Regions from separate parts of the Sus scrofa genome. Here region 1 is linked to region 2. The links are chromatin contacts, called in public Hi-C maps. All regions are on one chromosome and are shown on one strand. Each heading gives the region's core, a stretch centred on a gene start, on an enhancer-like site or on the middle of the called end of the contact. The rest is flanking DNA. Distances are from core to core; before and after follow the strand shown. Region 1 overlaps SPATS2L (spermatogenesis associated serine rich 2 like). Region 2 has its middle 110 kb from the start of SPATS2L.

Region 1 (4,715 bases), core at 289-2,788, 250 kb after region 2:
AATATATTCTCAGGATTCAGTCCCTCTCTCTCTGCCTCCCTCTCTCTCTCCCTCCTTTCCTCACTCACTGCCTCTCACCTTCTCCTGGTTCTGCTTATCCTTGGCCTCATTCTTAGGCACAACATCTCCATGTAGCAGCAAAGAGAACCCACTGGTAGCTCCAAGGGTACGTAATCTTTAGCCCCTGTGATCCGAGGAAGGGCTTTGTTTGCCATCATTCTAACACAAAGTCCAAGGGCTAATTTCCATTGGCTGGGTTGGGTCTTGCATCTTGTCCAGAAACCGGTCATGGTGGCTAGAGGGACAGAGTTTTCCTATCGGCCAGGCTGGAGCCACATGCCTACCATATAGTCAGCCGTGGAGGGAGCCCCAACCCCGAACTCCATGAACTGAGAGTCAAAGAGCCATGGTTCCCAGAGGAAAGTCATGGCGTTAAAGAGGAAAATAGAGAATGGAGAAAAAGCGTATCCACAATGGCCCGGCTCACGTACCATGTTTCCTTTATTGGCCTCCCTGATTCTAGAATTTGATCACAATTTCTGCCTATTTTGCCCATTCCAAGTCCCCTTTTTTTGACATTGATGTGCTTTTTTGCTGATTGGAAAGTCGTGTGAAACTCAAAATTAAGCCGAACACTAACCTAACCTAAAATTCTTGACTATTAAACCATCTGCTACATGTAATGGAAGATTCCAAGGGTACAGAAGACACTTGGGACTTGAGAGAAAACCATCTCCTCCAGTTATTCAGTGAGGAATCATTTTCCCTCCACCCATTCACGACGTCCCCTCCTTAGTGGACTGCTTCTCTGTTTGACCAGATTATAACCTCACTAGTTTTCAAAGCAGAGTCCTAGAATATATTCGAAAGTACTTGGAGAAAGTAAAGATGCTATACAAATGGAAGGTGTCATTGTTGTGGTTGTTATTATTATTTTTATTATTAGTTTTTAAGTATTTTTTAATTTTTTTAAATTTATTTTTATTTACTTATTTTGCTTTTTAGGGCCACATCCGAGGCATATGGAGGTTCCCAGGCTAGGGGTCAAATCAGAGCTACAGCTGCCGGCCTACACCACAGCCACAGCAAGGCAGGATCCAGGCCATGTCTGCAATCTACACCACAGCTCACGGCACCACCAGATCCTTAACCCACTGAGCAAGGCCCCATAACTCATGCTTCCTAGTTGGATTTGTCTCCACTGCGCCATGACGGGAACTCCTAGTTTTTTAAATTTTACACATCTGTGACTTTTCCAGTTTATCCTGAAGTTACCCTAATATATAAAAGCACACACTTAACTTCCAGGCTGGTTCTCTAGAGCTGGAGTCAGCACACTTTCTGGAAAGGGCCTCTAGTAAATGTCGTAAACTTTATGGGCTCTCAGGTCTCTGGGCACCTCCTCCGCTGTGTTGTTGTGACGTGGAAGCAGCCAGAGAGCACCCAGGGAGGCAGTGGGCCAGATCTGGCTCTTGGGGGTCGTAGTTTTCCCGCCTCTGTCTGGAGGGGTCAGTGAGCTGCTCCCAGCAGCAGACCCGCAGTGGTGGTTGCAGAGTAAACTCTCGCACTGAGGCCTCTGTATGATACCTTCCATCTGAGTGACTCACACACTAACTGACAAAATGTAGTGGTGACCTCAAATTACCTCTCTCCACCAGCTGCTCTGAGTACTCTTATTTTTTATTTTATGTTATTTCCTTAGTCAAATGAACATTGTATGGCTCATGAGACATCTTGAGATTTATAGCAGGTTCTCTGAATGCTTTATTCCTCAAGAGCTGAAAGTGTGGGGCCAGGAAAGTCAGCAGCCAGGGAAGTTGTGTATCTTTTCTCTGCTTGTAATTCACATTGCATTTTAAACTGACGGAAAGGATCCCTTCTGAATGAGCTCTGCCAAGCAACTCGGCTGTTTAAAAGTCACTTATGCTTGACAAAATGGCACTTTTCCTCCAAACTGAAGAAGGCGCAATTTGGATCAACTCTTTTCTGTATGCCATTGCTACCAAATGAGAAAACATCACCACTTGTTTTCTGACCTAACCCTTAATTTGTAATCCCCAAATGATTACATAAATGTGAACTTAAACATAAAACTAAAGTATTTTTAATCAACCATTTGCATGCCTTTATGCCGAAGGGGAAAACTTTGCCTCTGTTTGAAATACGCCTGCAGCCCAGGCAACAGGGTGATGGACTTGAATTAAGCCTCTCTCATTTTCTGAGGAGCAAAGGATAAGTTTTAGGGATTGTGGTGCTCTTGAAAAATAGCAGGTCACCGAATTGAAGAAGGCAGCTTAAATGCTTAAAAAAAAAAAGAAGTTTTCCTGGTGGTGGTGAAATCACGAACTCTAAGCACTAGAGAGACTTCTCAACACAGCTCTATGGAAACCTCAGGGTTTCATCGTAGGGTACATCCAGATTCGGAGGAGTGCTGGTTCGGAGGCAGATGTTGACTCATCTGGTGCACAAGCTACAGGGTCGTAGTATGTGTCCCACTGCCAGTTCCCCTCCCCTTCCTTGGGGCTGCCCCGTTTTCTCCACCAAAGCACTCAGTAGACATGTAGAAATAAGCAGACCCTCTCGAGTAATAAGTTCTCACCATTCACTGTGCCAGCTTCAGGAGGTGAACCCAAAGACTACTGGGGTTCACGGGAATGGCGATTGTGTGAGGTTGAGAGAAAACACTTGTTTGCACATGCTCCGTACGGAGGGAGCAAATATCTGGGAAAATGAAGGAAACGCTTATCCTTCCCGATCTGGCTGGGAGGACTACTTTGCTCAGTATGTTATTCAACAAAACCATTGAGTTGCTAATTTCTACCATCCAAGTTGGCACTTCACCAGGACACAGTTAGACAGGGCTAAACGACCATTACATGGATCCTTCTCATCTTCCCAGACAGAACTGGAGATTGAAGAGGGGAACAAAGATGACACAATACCCTCACCATATGTCTTCACAGAAAATAAATCTTGCAACATGAGTGTCTGTGTGAAAAGTCACATCAGGAACTAACATGAAACAGCTGGTTTCTCTTCTATATGATTGGCCCCCTACCACAACTGGAAAATATGCATCCTTCGGAATCATAGCTGCCAGGTTTAATTGCTTTGTGTGCAAACTAGTCTAGCGTCTCATCACAAATCTGTGTGTGTGTGCATGTCCAAGTTGTTGTTGACGGCTTTAAAGGAGCAATAAAACATTAAATTCAAAAGGAAAGAAAAAAAAAAAAAAACATTGGGGAAGGAGAGTAATACTTGAGAGTTTTGCCATATGCTGGGGGAGAAAGGATTACAAAATAGAGCTGTAAAAATTGTTAGGTGCTATTGTCAATTTAACATCTCATTAAAAGCACTCCTAAAGAAAACGGAAGATGGTGACGAGCCAGAAGGATAGAGTGTGTGCTGGGGCAACAGGGTTGCAGAGAATGGGGCCTGGAGGGGACCATATTTTTAGGCTGCTTTGCTTTCACGAAGGAAAGGGCAGTCAGTCAAAGCATGCCTTCTGTGTAAAGGGGCCAGAAATGTTCTTATACCTCGTGTTTATATTCTCTTGAAGCAGGACCAAGAAATTGGAAGTAGGTCAGGAGTTTCTCAGCTTTCTGGACCCTAAGCCCCTGCCCACCTCCCCTTGCTCTGTCTCTTTCCTTCCATCTTGGGAGTTTCCTCCCTCCCAGCAAAGGCAGTGAACCTTCTACTGCCCCCTACAGGCTGGGGCTCCTCACTACACCCCACTCACTAAGGGACAGGACCTTCCTTGTAAGGGGCTCCCCTATCTTTTTCCTCTTCTTCCTTTCAACCACTGAAACTCATTTTCAAGTTAACTGATAAGCTCATCCTTTTGATGACTGTGTGTCCTCACTCCCAGAGTGACAGATTTGCATGTGAACCAGAGTTAACAGAGTCTGTTGAGACTCTCCACCAGGCGAAAGAGTCACTCTAAAAGTAAGAATTGCAGGCTGAAGAAAAAGCCATTTTTAGATAAGTATATCTTCTTCTGCATCCCTCAAATCCCACTCGAAAGGGGACCTCTTATCTGCTACCGAGGCCCTGTTGGAAGCCAAGCAGAACCACACACAGATCACCGGAGGTGGCCGGCAGGGTGGCCCCACACACAGACCAAATATCACTGCTGTGATATTTTAAATATTGTATTTTTTTGCTGGAATAGGAACTTGACAAGGCCTCCCAAAGAAGAAATTGCCAGTGAGGCTGCTGCATTTCAGAACCAGGCAAGCAGCAATCTGCCCCATGTCCCCACTTTGCTGCTCCTTGGGTGCCCAAATAATATCAAAATCTTAAGATCATGCAGCCTTGAAGCTACTTTAGTTTGAGTCCCAATAAGACCATTTTTCTTCACTTTCGCAGACTTCTTACATAGCAGGGTTCTTTCCTCATTGGTTGTTTTTCCCCCTCCTTCCCCAATTCCCCAAACTTTCAGCTGCTTTTTTTTTTTTAATACCTGGCTTTCCATACAAGGCTAAAAGCCTGGTTTTTCTGTACTCTTTGGGTTTTTATTTGTTCTCTTTGTGACTAACTTAACACTGACTGAAAGATGATGTCTGTAAATTAATATTTACTTCTCTCCATTCCAAAGTATATGTGTATGCACTATAATTACACACTCTCAGAGCTTTGCGGTCCTCCTTTGCCTTGGCACCACCCCCAGAGATGCTGATTTCACTGGGTGCAAGTGAACCCAGGAATAGGGTTTT
Region 2 (4,210 bases), core at 238-2,737:
AAAGCACACTCAAAGCAGTTCAGCCAGCTGGCCCACTCCGCATAGCTGACCATTTGTAGAGGACACTTATCTACCCACATCTTGGAAAAACGGGTCAGCGACTTGGTGTTATTTTTTGATCCCTCTTTTGCACCCTTTACCACTTCTAGCCCTGTGCTGCATGACTGCCTTAGAGGGTTTCGTAAGTATCTGCCACGACAGTCTACTGACTGAGAGAGCACAGAGCTCAGTAGAAAATGGTGGGAGTGTGCAGAAGACTTAGCGGCCAAGAAGTCTTTGGGAAACTCCCCAGGGCTTCTAATCTGGCAGGAAGAGCCAACGCATTTTAAAGGGGTCTTTGGAATACTTACTCAAAGAGGAGTGCGACTTTAATTTTTTGTTACCCTTGGACCGTTTAGACACCGCTAAAATAACAACTCTGCAGTTAGCACCTTAGGTTTCAAGTGGGAGTGAACTTCCTAATAGGAGGGAAGGGGCAGAGCAGGGCAATGGAAAAAGACCTGGGATAGGAGTCAGTTCCAGCTGCTAACTGGGGATTAGGGGCCCATGACCTCTGAGCTTCCTGCTCTGTTTGGATGCACTTGATGAGCCCTAAGCTGCTTCTCTCCAGGGAGCGTGGAGAGCAGGGAAGGGGACCGTGGATAAGCATGTCATGGGACAGGCACTATGAAGGGCTGGGCGATTAGAGGGTGCTGGCATTATGGTGCATGCATCACCCTCTACACAGCTGTGTGGGGAGCAGGAGTTTTGCATAGGGAGATGGGGCAGAGTCCTAAAAGCCACAGGGGAGATTCACTGATCTGAAAGTCCCTCCACATATTTTCCAAGTCCCATGTCACCTGCCCACCCCTTCTCCCACCCTAACACACACACACACACACACACACACACACACACACACACACACACACACCTTTCTAGGCCTCTGGGGGCTTCTCTCTCAGAGATCTCCTTTCTCAATTTGTGCTAGAAATTATCATCCATTCTGACATCTCAGAAAAGCTCAGAAAGGAGAACTTGTAAAATCACTGCTCTTTGAATGGGCTTGGAAGACAGCCTAAAACCGTGTGGCTCATGGATTAAATGGATAGTTCTGAGATGAAAGTCGAACCCCCAGTTACATGGCAGACACAACCCTGAAGAGCATGGTGTTAACTAGAACTAATAACCCAAGGAACTGAGTCTGTGGAAGCTGAGGAAGCAGAATGGTGGCAGCCACAGAGGAGCTCAGCTCTGCCTTCAAGAGAGGACCTGCCCATGGCCAGGGACTGACTGCCTCCAGGGACTGTGGGAGCTGCCGCTCTCTTCCCAGGCAACTCCCAGCCAATGACTGAGCAGGGAGGACTCACTGTTACCACCTCCAAGAACTTTGCTCTGGACGGAGCTCCCCATTGGGAGAGCCAAAGCTTCTCAGAGCTGCTCTGTGTTGAGGATCTTCCTGCCTGACCCTCCCTCACCCCCCCTCCCCCACATGGACCTACCTCGTGGTCTGAAGCTCGCCCTGCCTGCACCAGTTCCCACTTCCCTTTACCGTTCAACAGCTAAGTGACTCACACTCCTAATTCTATTTCAGTGTCTGCCTCCCAGAGGACCTGAACTGGCAGCGGGTACGCATGCTCAAGAGAGGAAAAAATAATTTTTTCTTCAAAAGATTCTTTTGACTCAAAATACAGGTTCAGAATATTTTACTCACAACTTAAAATACCAAAGTTTGATCTGGCCTTCTTATTTGTAATCTGTAGTTACTCCACTTGAGGCATACATTTTATTAGAGAGTTATCAAGGTTCTTGGTTATGGGGTGCTACCCCAAACTCTGCTGGGGACATGACAAACTACACACTATATGCATTATATATATCTATATATATATATATATAATCTAAAAAAAAAAAAAAACAACTGAATTATGAAAAATTCCTGACTCCAAGAGTTTGGGGGGAAAAGCCTATAGATCTGTGCTATACAAAAAGTAAAGTCTACAAGAAGTAGCCAGTCTCTGAAAGAGCCTTTCAAGGAAAGATGCCTTCCCATCCTCACGCCCTCATGTGAAAATTCAGGGTTCTCTCCTCTTGAATCTGGGTGCTTTACCAACAGCATGTGGCTGAAATACTGTTCTGACTCTTTAAGAAAACCAAGCAGCTTCCACTTTTGTGTTTAAAAACATAAAATCTGAGCCAGCAGGATATCTAGCTGCCCTGCTGGACAGATCACATGGGGAAGCTAAGTAGACAACGGGCCGGGATCCCAAGATGACTTCAGGAGGAGGAGAGTCCTGGCCATTGCTGCGCCCATCTGTGTCCATCCTTCAGGCTCCCACCCAGGAGCCTTGAATGCTCGGCTCCTGTCAGTGGCAGGGGAGACCCTGAGTGGGGCCAGCAGAATTGCCCAGCTGAGCCCCAGTCAGGTCACAGGCTTATGAGAAACAATAAGTCACGGCTGTTTTAAGACACTCAGTTTTGTGGCAGTTGTTCCAAGGCAGAAAATGGTAAACGTTGTATTAAAACCTTTGCTCACAAATGGATGAGGAGGAGGGGTCGCAAAATGGGAAGGGACTGAAAAAAAGCTAGGATGGCACCAAAGTTATATCATACTAACCATTTCCATTTTCATTTGCCTGCTGCGGTGATTATTTGTTTTATCTCAGAGCAGCCTTAGGTTTTATTACTTCCATTTTTTTGTTTGTTTGTTTTTTGTCTTTTTGCCTTTTCTAGGGCCACTCCCGCGGCATATGAAGGTTCCCAGGCTAGGGGTCTAATCGGAGCTGTAGCCGCCGGTCTGCTCCAGAGCCACAGCAGTGCGGGATCTGAGCCACGTCTGTGACCTACACCGCAGCTCACAGCAACGTCAGATCCTTAACCCACTGAGCAAAGCCAGGGATCGAACCTGGAACCTCATGGTTCCTAGTCAGATTCGTTAACTGCTGCACCACAACATTTTAAAGAGGGGAAAACTGATACAAAGAGGGGTTCTCTGACAAGTCAAAAGTTTTTTAGCTAGTATGTGCTGGAACTGAGATTCACATATAGAAATTTCCTACAAGGCTGACCCTGGCCACCTCCCAGCTATTTTGACCCCAGTGGAAATTAATCTCCTTTGTGGTGGACATGTCTCACCTCTACTATGCTGCATCCAGTCACCCTAGGACTACACCCCAGCTTGCCTCTGCATGTTTTTTGGTGGGACCTCTGCCCCATGATCTTGGTCTCAAACCCTTAGTACATCCCATTCCCCAGAACACTGTTCAGGCTGGGGCACAATGAGGACATTCACTGGAGAAAATGCTTTCCACGCTGGATGTGATACAATGACACATGTCCCTGTACCTCCTCTTCAGCCCCATCAAGGTCTCGACAGGCTTTTTACTCCCAAACCTATTGCATCCTTGCCATTTCCTTGAGAATATCCTCAGTCCTTTGACTGGAACACCCTTCCCCTGCTTTCTCTTTTTTTCCACTTATTCTTCATCTTCAAGATTCAGTTCATGTCTCCTCCTGATCTGGCCTGTCCACACCTCATCCCTTCATCCCAGGACATGAGTCTGTGCTTCTGTGGTACCTGGACATAGTCATGTTCCATCCCGATCATATGGGGCTCTATCAGCTCTATTACCTGCCTGGCTTCCCCCACTCTTCTGCACATTCCTCAAGGCAGGCAGCGCATCCTAACCACCTTTATAGCCTCATCACCTGGCACGATGCTCAGTCTGTAGATGCTGACATCAATTAGATGAATGGGCGAATGCCTGCAGGGCTACTGTGACCTTCTTTGTGCAGTTGTCCTGTAGCATCGAATCACAGCGAGTAACTGATGAAAACCTCCAGTTCCACTTAGGGTTTTCCAGGTGCTCCGGGGTATTGAGGGTTAACAATGGCTCATGTGAGAGCTAAAATATTCATTACTGGGGGGAGTTGGGAGGTAACAAACTGAGAGCTAGGACAAAAGACGAGAGCATTAAGATTCAAATGTTAGTTTTATTACACTTAAAACCAGTTGTAGAACATGACTTTAATTTGGCAGCCAAGATGGGCTTGCAAATACTCCCTTCCCAAAGGGAGAGTTTGGGTCTGCAGAGCAAACCACTCAATCAGAATCGCTGTCTCCCTTCATGATGGAGTGAGAAGGACCCTTCAGTGGATGCAGTGTTTTAATAGTTTCCATCCACACTTTCGGGGAGCATGACCAAGAGATGTTAATTCCTTACAAACTCAA

What was found. A called contact is a pair of places that touch in the nucleus more often than the background predicts.
Region 1: a Hi-C map of skeletal muscle shows a contact between it and region 2, with 3 times the contacts expected there. The contact joins two enhancer-like sites. A contact is called at or near these places in 2 of 47 Hi-C or Micro-C datasets (epiblast stem cells and skeletal muscle) and 1 of 2 datasets of contacts at active chromatin or transcription factors (skeletal muscle).

The regions. Positions count from the first base shown.
Region 1 is chr15:104,022,388-104,027,102 of Sscrofa11.1, forward strand. All of the region lies in intron 8 of SPATS2L (spermatogenesis associated serine rich 2 like), which reads left to right. Among named protein-coding and RNA genes, the nearest start is that of KCTD18, 75 kb to the right of the region's middle. Within about 2 kb of position 1,539, at least 15 of the 83 cell types and tissues checked have an H3K27ac peak or open chromatin away from gene starts, as enhancers often do. A contact at or near this core is called in skeletal muscle, where this site is marked.
Region 2 is chr15:103,769,069-103,773,278 of Sscrofa11.1, forward strand. No RefSeq gene overlaps it. Among named protein-coding and RNA genes, the nearest start is that of SPATS2L, 110 kb to the right of the region's middle. Within about 2 kb of position 1,488, at least 10 of the 83 cell types and tissues checked have an H3K27ac peak or open chromatin away from gene starts, as enhancers often do. A contact at or near this core is called in skeletal muscle, where this site is marked.